Regions from separate parts of the Oryctolagus cuniculus genome. Here region 1 is linked to region 2. A link is a contact called in public Micro-C data. All regions are on one chromosome and are shown on one strand. Each heading gives the region's core, a stretch centred on a gene start, on an enhancer-like site or on the middle of the called end of the contact. The rest is flanking DNA. Distances are from core to core; before and after follow the strand shown. Region 1 holds the start of XPOT (exportin for tRNA). Region 2 holds the start of KICS2 (KICSTOR subunit 2).

The links. A called contact is a pair of places that touch in the nucleus more often than the background predicts.
Region 1: a Micro-C map of ear pinna shows a contact between it and region 2, with 6 times the contacts expected there. The contact joins the promoter of XPOT here to the promoter of KICS2 in region 2. A contact is called at or near these places in 2 of 6 Hi-C or Micro-C datasets (ear pinna and an unstated tissue).

The regions. Positions count from the first base shown.
Region 1 is chr11:66,560,772-66,567,022 of mOryCun1.1, reverse strand. It overlaps XPOT (exportin for tRNA), which reads right to left and starts at 1,799. Exons shown (of 25, transcript XM_051845640.2): 1 at 1,660-1,799.
Region 2 is chr11:66,424,276-66,430,850 of mOryCun1.1, reverse strand. It overlaps KICS2 (KICSTOR subunit 2), which reads left to right and starts at 2,927. Exons shown (of 3, transcript XM_070052571.1): 1 at 2,927-3,063. The coding sequence starts at 3,051. It overlaps LOC138844380 (a long non-coding RNA gene), which reads right to left and starts at 3,489. Exons shown (of 2, transcript XR_011380140.1): 1 at 3,262-3,489; 2 at 1,477-1,722.

The DNA of each region.
Region 1 (6,251 bases), core at 550-3,049, 140 kb before region 2:
ACTAGTTTTGGACTTGGAAAGACCCGGGCTTGTATTCCAGTCTTGTCATGTTTAAACTGAGGCCATGTGGACAACTTAACAAAATGTGAGAGAGACAGCCCTTACTATGAAATGGGAAACAGACCATCTGGTCATCTGGTAAATGCTTCAATGAGATAAGGTATGCACAGCAGGCCTAGTACACAGTGGAACCTCAGTAGGTGATTTATAACCCAAGGTAGGCACAAGGGGGACAGGAAGTACTCAGACATTCTAGATGAGCATTTTGATTGGGGGGGGGGGGGGACGTAGGAGGGGAAAAGGCAAGTTCTCTTGTCCAAAAACGACAAGACGACAATTTCAGAGCTTCCATGAGCACCAGATTGAAAATTCCTGGAAGAGCTTCCTTGCATTTGCCAAGGCTTTAGGGAAAACTGCTGGACTTGATCCAAGCACCCCGAAACTTAACAGTGGTGCTAAGGAAAACTCAGCCAATAAACAAAGTAAGGAAACAAACTCGTTACAGTTGTCCGTTCCACAGCAATCGCCACAGGAAAGGCACCTGGATAACCACAGGCAACGGAACGTGGTCAATCACCTACATGTGCGCCAACAACCGCCAAGCTGCACTTGGCGAGAAGGAGCGACAAGCTTCCCAGACAAGGCTATGCAGGAGCACCTACCCTCGACCGCCACACCTGGCTGTGCAGCCGCTAACACCGGTTAACAGCGTGGTCTCAATCGGGCACCTCTCCGAGGTGCAGGCCAGCAACACAACTACTAAACCCTAACTTTTTTTTTTTTTTTTTCTGGACGGCTACTGGGCATCCAACAGTTCGGGAAAATTCCTCCACACCCACCGAAGACCGGTTCAAAAGCCAGGCGTTCATCGTTCCAGCCTTTTAACACCATGCCAAGTCGCTTTCATAAAACGCAACTTCCCCCAGTAACCACTAATTAGCGCTCTCAAAAAGTACTCGTTTTTCTGGTTACGGGGAAGCATCACGCTTCTCTCCTCTTGCAGGACTGGGAGGAAGGGAGCAGAAGATATGGAGCGTCCTGCTGGCAAATTACTACGCAGAAAAAACCCTTTACCTCCTTTCCCCCAGAGCGGGCGGGAGGACCTTATCAAGTTTGAGGTCTTTGCGTTGAAATGGGCGGGACAGGCTCCAACTACCATGATTGGGGTGGGGGCCACAGGCGATGCCGACCCTCGTCGGCAGGCCTGGTCTTCATCCGTTCCCTGGATCTCTCCCCAAAAGGAAGCCTCGTGGCAACTCGGGTGATGAAACAGCCGGCCTCGGGCGGCCACGGCTCGTACCCGCCCCCACCTGGTCCGCCCGGCCCCAAGCAGCACCGCCATGGAGGGTCCCCGGCCTGCACCCCTCCCAGGCGTCGGGGCTCCCCCGGGCCGGGCCGCCCTGGCCAACTTCCTCGCAGCCACGCGCGGACCCAGTCGGAGCCATGTCCCACTGCCCCCCGAGCCCCAAGTCACCTTCCCTATCACTCCATCTCGCCAGTCCGCCTGCACTGCCCAGGGCCGGTGAGCCGAGCGGAGCGGCGCTGCACGCAGGGCGCAGGGAAAGCGGCCCTCGTCCTTGTCGCCGTAGTCCTCCGCCACGACAGCAGAGCCAACGCCGGGGACCGAGCCGGCCGCGCGCCTCTCACCGCGTCGCGTACCCTGTCGCCTTCTCCTGCGTGGCGCGGGGCAGGCAAGCCAGCGAGCAGGCGGGCGGGGTCGGCGCCCCAGGAAAGGAAAGAGCGCGAGGGCCGGCTAACGCCGCCGCTGCCGCTGAGTCAGCGCGAGGCGCGCTCCCCGCGTCGGTGCCGCGCGGGCTAGCGCCAGCAGCCTCATGGAGAGTACAGACGGCCGCCCGCGGGCTGCGGCCGGGGGCCTACAACTCCCAGCATGCAACGGGCAGGCGGCGCTTCCGGGCGGCGTGGTCGCCCGGGCCTGTGTGGTGCATGCCGGGACGAAGCATCTGGCCCCGAGACGCTCAGGGCTCTTCCCGGGTCCTGGCAGGCCTTTGAGCCGTGCGGTCCGGTTGTCTCCGAGCGTTCGGTGAAGGCTTCGTGCAGCAGTTGGTAGGTTAGAGAACAGAGTTTCGGAAACGTCGGCGACGTGGTTCAAATCACGTGTGAGGCAGAAGTTTAATTCCTTTCGTGTGGTCCCACGTGACCCGAGTTCAGGGGTGTGAGCATCCGCTGAGTGCTGACAAGTTTTGCACGTCGTTTTAAATTGTACGGGGAAGGGAGCAGAGTACTCCTAGGAAGCCCGACTCCTAAGTTCTCTTGGTGGCACCAAATGTCCAGTTTTTTAATATGTTAGTGCAGCGCAGAGGTACTGAGTCTCCAGCTCCACGGAATTGAGTCCCAGGCCCCGCCTCATAGTTGCCCTTAGGCGCATTCCTTAACTTGCATATCTAAAATGGGGGTACTAGTGAAGGGAGTATGCGTGGATTTCAAAAAACTTTTGCACCAAAATAAACCTTCTGTTTTACACAAACCTTTTGAGGTCTTCTCAGTTCCAGGTTCCAAGAGCTGTGAGAATTGAGCTAATGCACGTGTTTGGCACACTGTAATGCTCAGTCTCTAGGTCTCATTGTTGACTATACAGTATGAATTGGAAGGGAGAGAAATGGAATAAAACTAATGTTACAACTACATTTATTTAGTCATCCCGTGTGCATGATACTGCATTAGGCAACTCATATATAAAATATTTTTAATCACTTTTGCATCACATGTCTAACTTACTGTTTAAAATGTTGGGCTAGGATTCCTGTCCTGTGTGTTTCAGTGTATCCCTTAGAGCCAACACCGGTGCCAATCTGTAGTTACAACTCAATAAATGAGTTGCATGAATTATTCCATTAGCTGTGATGGTCAGCTATGGACTGTGGAAGCTCGGTAATAATCCTGGTTCAAGTGGCTTTGCATTGTGTGATATGTTTAGCATATTTCACTGTCTCATCTTAAAAGAATTCACTATGTTGTTTTGTAACTGGATTTCCTTGCCTTTTTTTTTTTACTTTGTACATGGATTTTATACATACTTCATATGTTAAATATCATACAAAGTTTATATAGCTTATCTAGTATCTGTAGCTTATCTATAATTTGGTGACTGGCCTTTCCTTCATGGTAGTTCAAATACCTAGGATTGTAAATATCTTTCAGTTGGGGCCGGTGTTGTGGCACAGCAGATAAAGCTGCTGCCTGTGGCACCAGTGTCCTTATCCGGTTCATGTTCCAACTGCTCCATTTATGATCCAGCTCCCTGCTAATGGCCTGGGTAAAACAGTGGAAGATGGCCCAAGTATTAGGGTCCCTGCATCCACGTGGGAGGCCTGGAAGAAGCTCCTGGCTTGGGCCTGGCTTGGGCCTGGCCCAGGCCTGGCCATTGTGGCCATTTGGGGAGTGAACCAGTGGATGGAAGACCTCTCTCTGTCTCTCCCTTTCTTTCTTGACTTTGACTGTCAAATAAATAAATAAATCTTTTTTAAAAAGAAAAGAAAGCCTTTCAATTTTGTAAGCTCACGTTATTTCGGAACGAATAAGGAACTACTTGGTGGAATACAACCAAAGAGGATCTAAAAAAGGTATTAAATTTGATCATTCCATATTCTGTCCAGTCCCATGAAGGAATGTACAGTTTCTCATCTCAGATTAACATAAAATGCCAGTTATCAAAGTTTTGATATATGCCACTGTTGCTATTTTAACATAAGGCATGGATGTTTGCATGTGGCAGTGCTTTTATGTATTACTTGTCAACATTTTTGAGCATTTCTTGAGTGCTAGACACTGTTCTAGGAGTTCACACATTAATTCTCAGAACAACTAGGGAGTTGTTACTATTAACATTACTCCCATTTTGTACTTGAGAAACCTGAAGTGCATAGAAGTCAGCCAAACTGGGATTCAAACCTACATAGTTTGATTCTAGAAGAGGGGTACAGAACATCGGACCTGGGGGTCCTGTAAGGCCTGTGAAATTATTTGATCTAGCCCTGCCATGGCAACCGTAGGCGGGATTTAGAATTCAATACATCTATAGCGAGTTAATTTTTAATTTGATCATTTGGTGTGGCACACAAATGGTAAATATCTGAATGACACTTGGCAGAGGAAAGGTTCCCCATGCCTTCCTGCAGAGTCTGTGCACCTAATCCCTGTCTCTGAAATAAAGGTCAGTTAAGACTGATGACATTGTAAAGCAGCAGTGTGTCAGTTCCTGGTCCTATAATGTACTCTGGTACCCTCTTGTTTTGTTGTTTAAACAACATTTTATATGTTCCTGTCCCAAATCTCCCTTTTCTTTCAATTTCAGAGAACGCCAGTAGGTAACATCTAGGTTTATTTCATCATACTGTTATTCCATATATCTTTCCTACTGCGTTCCACTTAACATTGCAGGGACAGAGTAGGTATCATCATCGTTGTCGTCACTGTCCTTTCATGAGGAAACCAAGGTAGATCTATTATAAGTAGTGTGTCCTGCTGGTAAATGGTTAGCTGTAACCCTGGACTTGATTGGCGATTTCTTGTCTCCAGCACACCATGTTTATTGCCCACAGTTCCTTTGCTTCTCTTGGCTTTTGTCATCTGTATTCTCCTGAATCACTACTGAGCTCTTACACACTGTCTGACATTATGACCACTTTTATTCATTTCTTTCAACTTCTCTGTTGACTATTTCCTTTCTCCTTGAAATTCTCTACTCTCTTGGCTTCTGACCCTATAGTATTCTTAAGTTCCTGTTACATTTTAAGCCCTCCTCTCTGTCTTCTCCACATGCCTACTTCTGCTCCCTTGACATGTTTATGATCTTAGCCATCTGGTTTTCTTTTGCCTACACTTGCCCCTTCAGAAGTTACCTCTTTCCACAGTTTCAATATTTAATCTAGGAAGATGACCTCTAGTTCTATACTTCTGCTTCCAGTATTCTGTACTGTCTTGCGTTCCCAGATACCTACATGTCTCACCAGCTCCTCAACTCTAAAATATTGTCAGTGGACTGAAAGTTTGTGTACCCCCAAATTCATATGTTGAACCTAATCCCAAGATGATGGTATTCAGAGGTGAGGTCTTTGGAGGTAGTTAAGTAATGAAGTAGAGCCCTCGTGAATGGGATTAGTGCCCTTAGAAGAAGTGCTAAAGAGATAGCTATCTTTCTTTTTGCCATGTGAAGGTACAAGGTACGAGGAGAAGAAAGCCATTTGTAAAACAGGAAGCAGGTCCTTACTAGATGCTGGATCTTGAAATAGATTGTTATTTAAGTTATCCAGGCTATGAAAGTTTGTTATAGCACCCCAAACTGACTAAGACCAAAGTCATGATCTTCCTCCCAAAAATAACTTCCTCTTAATGAACCTCTCAATATAACTCAAGGTCTGCGGTGTCACCTTTGTCTCCTTGATGTTCAGTGTCCCAGTACTATTTCGTCATAGCATTGTCTATCACATCTGTTCTATTCCATATCTTTCTTTCTCTACCCCTTTTTAAAATGTGTGTGTGTGTGTGTGTGTGTGTGTGTGTGTAAAATGGGTACTGTGGCACAGTGGGTTAGGTGGCCCTTGGGACACCCACATCCCATACCAGAGTGCCAGTTCCAGTTCTGGCTACTCCTCTTTTGACCCAGCTCCCTGCTAATATGCTTGAGAGCAGAAGATAGTTGCTCAAATACTTGAGTCCCTGCCACCTGCATAGGAGACCAGATGGAATTCCTGCCTTCTGACTTCAGCCTGGCCTAGCTCTAGCTGTTGTGGCCATTTCGGGAATGAACAAGCAGTCAGAATATTTCTCTCTCTCTCCTCTCTCCATCACTATGTCTTTCAAATAAATAAGTGTAAGGCAGTAACACAGAGAGGTCTTTTACCTGCTGAGTCAGTCCCTGAATACCCGCACTAGCCGGATCTGGGCCAGGCTACAGCTGGGAGCCAGGAACTCAATCCAAGTCTCCCGTGTGAGTGGCAGAGACCCAACATCCTGAGCCATCACCTGCTGCCCCCCAAGATGCACTTTAGCGGGAAACTAGAATCTGGTGCAGAGCTGTGACTCCAACCCAGTCACTGTGATATAAGATGCAGGCATGTTAACCACTGCCAAATACATGCCCCTCTACCCTTAGATTAGACCATCAAGACTTCTTTCCTAGACTTACTGAGTTCAATAGGGAAATATAAATACATCACTTGAAATGGTTATCTCTAGGTAGTGGGGTTGCAGATGATTTTTGTTTTCTTCCTTGTAAATTTTTTGGATTAAAA
Region 2 (6,575 bases), core at 1,678-4,177:
GGAACGGGAGAATATATTTGCAAATTACATATCAGATAAGGATTAATATCCAAAATATATAAGGAACTCATACAATTTATTAATAAAAATAAAATAACCTGATTGTAAAATGGGAAAAATTTTTGAAACAACATATACAAATGGCCAACAGATATATGAAAACATGCTCAACATTACTAATCATCAGGAAAATGCCAATCAAAATTACAATATCTCACACCTTGTTAGGATGACTATTTGTATTATTAAAAGATAAGAGATAAGGTTGTAGAGAAAAGGAAATCTTGTATTCATGGGAAGTAAATTGGTTACAGTCATTATGGAAAATTGTATGGAGGTACCTAAAAAAATTGAAAAAGAACTATCCTGTGAGCCAGCAATCTCACTTCTGCGTAACTATCCAAAGGAAATGCAAGATATCTGTACCCATGTTTATTGCAGCAGTACTCACAATGGTCAAGATGTGGAAACAATTGACGCGTTTGTCCACAGCAAACAGATGGGATACATACACACAACAGAATACCATTCAGCCACAAGAAAAGAAGGAAATCTTGCCATTTGTGACAACATGAATGAACCCAGAGGAAATTAGGTTAAGTAGGCCAGACACAGAAAGACAAACTGTGTATGCTTCGACTTATATGTGGAATTCAAAAAATCATACTCATAATATGGCGGTAGATAGGTGAAAGTTAGGGACTGGGGGGGAGGGGAAATGGGGAGTGTTGGGTCAGTACCAAATGAGTATGTTCTGCTGAGTTAATGGACATCTTGATGATAATTGTTAATAATACTATATTGTGGGGCCAGCGCTGTGGCACAGCGGGTAAAGCCACTGGCTGCGGTGCTGGCATCCCATAAAGATGCCGTTTTGAATCCTGGCTACTCCACTTCCTATCCAGCTCTCTGCTATGGCCTGGGAAGGGGTAGAACCCTTGGGACCCTGCACCCACCTGGGAGACCCGAAATAAATTTCCAGCTCCTGGCTTTGGATCCGTGCAGCTCCAGCCATTGCGGCCATCTGGGGAGTGAGCCAGCAGGTGGAAGATTCTTTCTCTCTCTCTCTCTCTCTCTCTCTCTGCCTCTCTGTTAACTCTGCCTGAGGTAACTCTATGTTCCTGAGGTAACTCTATGAGGTGATGGAAGTGTTAACTAAATGGATTTTTTGGTGCTCTGTTGAATAAAAGGTATGTGCCAACGTTAATGGTAACATTATTAATGATGTATTAACAAGTGTTTTGTCTCAGACACTATTTTAGACACCTCCATATATTCTAATTTATTATTGATATACATCACCACATGTTATCCAGAAAGGCCATATATTCACACCTGCAGTGTACAATTCTGCATGTTTATCGATACTTTAAGTCTCTTGTTAATCAGATAGATGAAAAACTGGATATAACAATTGGATCTACATTTCTTTGATTACTAGTGAGGTTAGATATTTAAAACAAATGATTATTAGCATTTTATATTTCTTTTTAAAAAAGATTTTATTTAGTATTTATTTGCAAGGCAGAGTTACAGAAAGAGAAAGGGAGAGATAGAGAGAAAGGTCTTCCATCTGCTGTTTCGCTCCCCAGATGGCTGCAATGGCTGGAGCTGGGCTGATCTGATCCAGGAGCCAGGAGCTTCTTCCAGGTCTCCCACGCGGGTGCAGGGGCCCAAGGACTTGGGCCATCTTCTACTGCTTTCCCAGGCCACAGCAGAGAGCTGGATTGGAAGAGGAGTGGCCAGGACTTGAACCAGCATCCAAATGGGATGCCGGCGCTACAAGCAGAGGATTAACCCACTGCGCCATAGTGCCTGCCCCAACATTTTATATTTCTTTTGAAACTTGTGTACTCACGTCTTTTTATTCATACTAGTAAGAAGTATTAGTATGTTAAGCACATTAAACCTTTGTCTGACATAGTTTACAAATACTTCCCTCAGATTGGCGTTGTACTTTGTGGACATGTAAAAATGCTTTGTTATATAGGCACGTCCATATCTTCCTTTGTAAATCCTTCCAGTTCTTTTAGGATTACAGGGTTCTTCACTATCTCTGGATGCATGACATAGTCACCTTTTCTAGTTTGTCCATGCTCTTATGTTTTATACCTTTTTTTGGTTAACAAGAAACAAGGTGACAGCTATTTTGCATTTATTCATGTCCCCTTTACTGTTACTGAAAATTTATTTTCTGCACTTTTTAATAATATCACCGTTATTATCTAAGGAATTCTTACATAACGGGTATATTTGTGAGTTTAATAATCTCTTTCAGTGTCCGTTTCGTGCTGGTATTAGACTTTTTTTTAAGTTATTAGCTTCCATTCACTCATCAACGACCCCTACACTCCAGAAGGCCTTTCCAGTTCTTTGGAAGCTATTACTGTACCTCTCTTTTTCATCTTCATCACATATAAGATCCTGCCCTGTATCACAGTTAACCTGGTTGATCTGAATTATACTTGAGGACAAGGAACAAGAGTATAATCCATACTCATTCAAATTAGATTCGTGGGATTTGCACTGCAAGGCAGCGACCCCAGAAGAGCTCCAGTTAAAAGGAAAGCAGGCCGTCTCTCAGTAAGCATCACTGTGCTGTTCATTACAGAAAGGCTGTGCTCGAGGGAGGGAGACAAGGAGGGAAGTATGGTTATCTGAGAAGTGTAGGCATGAAATACATGAAATCTGTTCTCTTTATGTGAATGCAATTTTTTAAAAGATTGTAGTGAACCCTAGTCCCCGGGTCTAGGGAGCCCACAGGCTAATAGGGGAGGGGCAGAAACCACAAAGCAGCAGCTCCTACAAGGAAGCAGCAAGGAAAAACCCAGCTTAGCAAGCAGCAGGCCTTGCTTCAAAGGGGCGGACACGGCACGAGCGGCTGACATGAATTTTAAGGGGAGCTTCCTGTAGTTGGGGTGGATGAGCACGGAGCCAACGTGCCCGGGCGCTCGGCTTGGAAGCTCTATGGAGTGCGCAGACCAGAGACGACTAGAACGGGACACAGGAGACAGTTAATTGACGGTGTGCAGCGGCATACAAATTACGCAATGGAGAAACAAGGTAAACCTTTATCTGTCAGATTTCCAGTCATAAACCGTTTACTTGCATTGACTTAAGAGCTCTCACAGCCCTTCTTGGGAGAGCGGAAGGCAATTGCCAGCCGCCTCTTCTAGCTTGGCCCATCAAGCCCCGGCCAGACGTCAACGCAAGAACTGACGTCATGCAGGCGTGACGTCATCGGCACTAACGCAGTCTCACCGGGAGGGGCTCCCTCGCTTATCCCAGACCGCGGTCAGCTGCACGGAGGCTTCCCACGGTTGGGGTTCGAATGGTTAGAGCTGCTGGAGCCGACGGCTGAAGGAGCCCGGGAACGGTTACCTCCTCCCTTGCCCTCGCTCCTATCTGCGTCTCCCGGGAGGCCCTGGCGCCGCCTCTGCGGGGGCGCGCTCCGGAGCTCGCCGCTTGAGGCGGTCACGCGCACGCAGGGCCGTGCGCCCGCGCGCTCCCTCCGAACCCGGAAGTGCGAGGGAGAGCGGGCCACGTGGGTGGAGCTGGAGCGCAGCGCGCATGGGGGAGGCAATCCCGCTGGCCGCCCCGGTCCCGGTGGAACAGGCCGTGCTGGAGACGTTCTTCTCTCACCTGGGTATCTTCTCTTACGACAAGGCCAAGGACAATGTGGAGAAGGAACGCGAGGCCAACAAGAGCGCGGGCGCCAGCTGGCTGTCGCTGCTGGCGGCCTTGGCGCACCTGGCCGCGGCCGAGAAGGTCTATCACAGCCTCACCTACCTGGGGCAGAAACTAGGTACCTCCGCCCGCCCCCCGTACCCCCGAGGAGGAAGGAAAGGGGGTTCGGTTCCCCGGTCGGCGCGGCTTGGGGCTCCTGTGTCTGCCTCTCCGGGCCGCCGGCTCGCTGCGGATAGATGGGTCGGCCGGGTGAAGGCTGCTTGCGGGGCCGTGCCGCGCGATTTACCGTCTCGCCTCGGGCCTTGCTTGGTGCCGGAGTGAGAAGTTAAGCACAGTCCGTGTCCTCTTCCTTCTAACTAGCGACGCCGCCACCGGAGAAGCACAGCTGGGCGGTACCACCTGGTTGTGTTTAATGAGTACGGTGGTCTGGCTGGCCTTCCGAGGTGAAAGCCACTGCGAGTTGCAGATGGAGTCGGGCCCCTCCATACAGACTTAATGAACGAAGGAGTCATTGAATGTTGGGCAGGAAAGGCAGGAAATACGCCTAACGCTAGACATAAAGGGGAAAATGGTAAATACTCAGCACCCCATGTCAGTCTTGCCCCTGAAAAATAAGATGCAAGACCCGATTCAACTGATTTTCCGTGCTAGAAACAATTGGCATGAGTGGAGGAGGAGGAGCCAAGAGTTGTGCATACAAAGTATTACTGCTTACAGTAATGCAAACAAATGTGTCCGGATCCCAGAACTTTGAGAGTCGTTTGAATGCCTTTGGCCTGTTTTAGACCTTTTAATTTTGTCAGAGGCCCGGGGTCTGGTGTGAATGAAGAACGCACACATACAGTTCAGAGACTAGAAATATAAACCTGGATGGAGGTTACATTCTCATCTCTCCGCTCCTTGCGTTGACCCTTCGCATCCCCTTGCTCTTTGAACGCTAACCCGAGGGGTAGGGCTTTCAGAGAGCCCAGCTTCTGCCTGGCTGTTCAGATAATGACTTGTTATTTAGTGTGTTGATTTAGTGGCAGAAACCAGTCAGATAGGCATGAATGCTGTTCCCTTTTGCCAGTGGGAAACTTCTCACAAGTGTGCAATTGCTGTTATTGCTTTTGAAGATCAGTAACTCCTATATAGTTGTGTGGGTGGATCCCAAACCAGAATACCTTCCTTTGAACTGTCAGACTGAGTCTGTATCCATGTAATTTATTAAGTATAGGTACATGATTATCATTTGCATAAAATATGATAGTGCTGTATATGATATATGTGTTTTATATATATAAATGAAGAAAGGATTCTAGCTGTAATATTGAAAATGGGCATATTGGACAGTTTGGTTGTTCTGGACTTAACCCCATATTATTCCAAATGCCGTGATTCTTAGCTTTTTTTTTTTTTTTTTTTTCACTCATGGGAGTTTGATGAAAGCTGTGGATTTACTCCTCAAATAGAGGTGTACACACACTTTTGCGTCTACACTGAGAAAGTTCAGTTGGATTTCCTAAAGAATTATTAATGAACTCCACTTTAAAAATCTGCTACTCCAGTTTTAGATTGTATGAGCCAGGTTTTTATGTAAGCAGAACTGACTGCCTGGTGTGTAAGAGTGCCTGGTGAAGTGGCTCCAACTGCTCTAACAGGATTAGTTCTGCTTGAACCCCAGCTGGCCTGGGTGAGCCTGAGGGCTGTGCCTTGAAATTGACCCACACAACAGTTCACACTGTGAAACATGCCCAGGCACTGTTTGACTCCCAGATACCTCCTGACTTCCCAGTGAACTTTCTGAAAATGTTGTGTTTAATGTTTCTTATCTCATTGACACGTACAGTTCTAGAATTTAAACTTTAGCTTTGCAAATATCTTAAGTTGTTTGGTTCTGGAACATGTGGGACATCAGTATGCTTACACTATGACTTCACTATTACCACGTTGATGGTCCTTTTTCTTACAAACTTGGGAAAAAACTTTTGTGTTGCCATTAAAAACATTCCCATGTTCTCCCAACTATTTTGCTAATTAGAATGTGTATGTGATTTTCTTTAAAAAAAGCAAAACAAAAATTTTCTGCATACTTTCAAGAAATTTTAAACATAGTTTTATTGAGGTATAATTGACAAATAAAAATTATTTAAGCTGTACAACTTGATGTTTTGATATACATCGTGAAAAGATCACCACAGTAAAACTAATGAACATATCCATTACCTCAGTTTCTTGTTTCTCTCCCCCTCCCCACTTCTTTCTTTTTTTTTTTTTTTTTTTTTTGACAGGCAGAGTGGACAGTGAGAGAGAGAGACAGAGAGAGAAAGGTCTTCCTTTGCCGCTGGTTCACCCTCCAATGGCCGCCGCTGCAGCCGGCGAACCGCGCTGATCCTGGCAGGAGCCAGGAGCCAGGTGCTTTTCCTGGTCTCCCATGGGGTGCAGGGCCCAAGCACCTGGGCCATCCTCCACTGCACTCCCTGGCCATAGCAGAGAGCTGGCCTGGAAGAGGGGCAACCGGGACAGAATCCGGCGCCCCAACCGGGACTAGAACCCGGTGTGCCGGCGCCGCAAGGTGGAGGATTAGCCTATTGAGCCACGGCGCCGGCTCCACTTCTTTCTTTTTTTAAGAAACACTTACTATCCCCCTCTTAGGAAATTTCAGGTAAAAAGTGAATCATTTTCAACTCAGTGCTGAAGCTGGTGTTAGAGAGCCTTAGCAGTGAATCCTGTTTACAGATACAAGTGTGGGCCTCAGAGCCGCAACAGACCTGACAGGGAGCCTTGTGTTTCTGTTTGGCCCTGTTACTGACAGACTCTGGACAGGGCTCTTCTCTTGAAGCCTGCCTTTTATTTTAAGGGGAGAATAATTCTGTTTGGGGGAAGGATGCCTGAGGATTTGAGAAGGT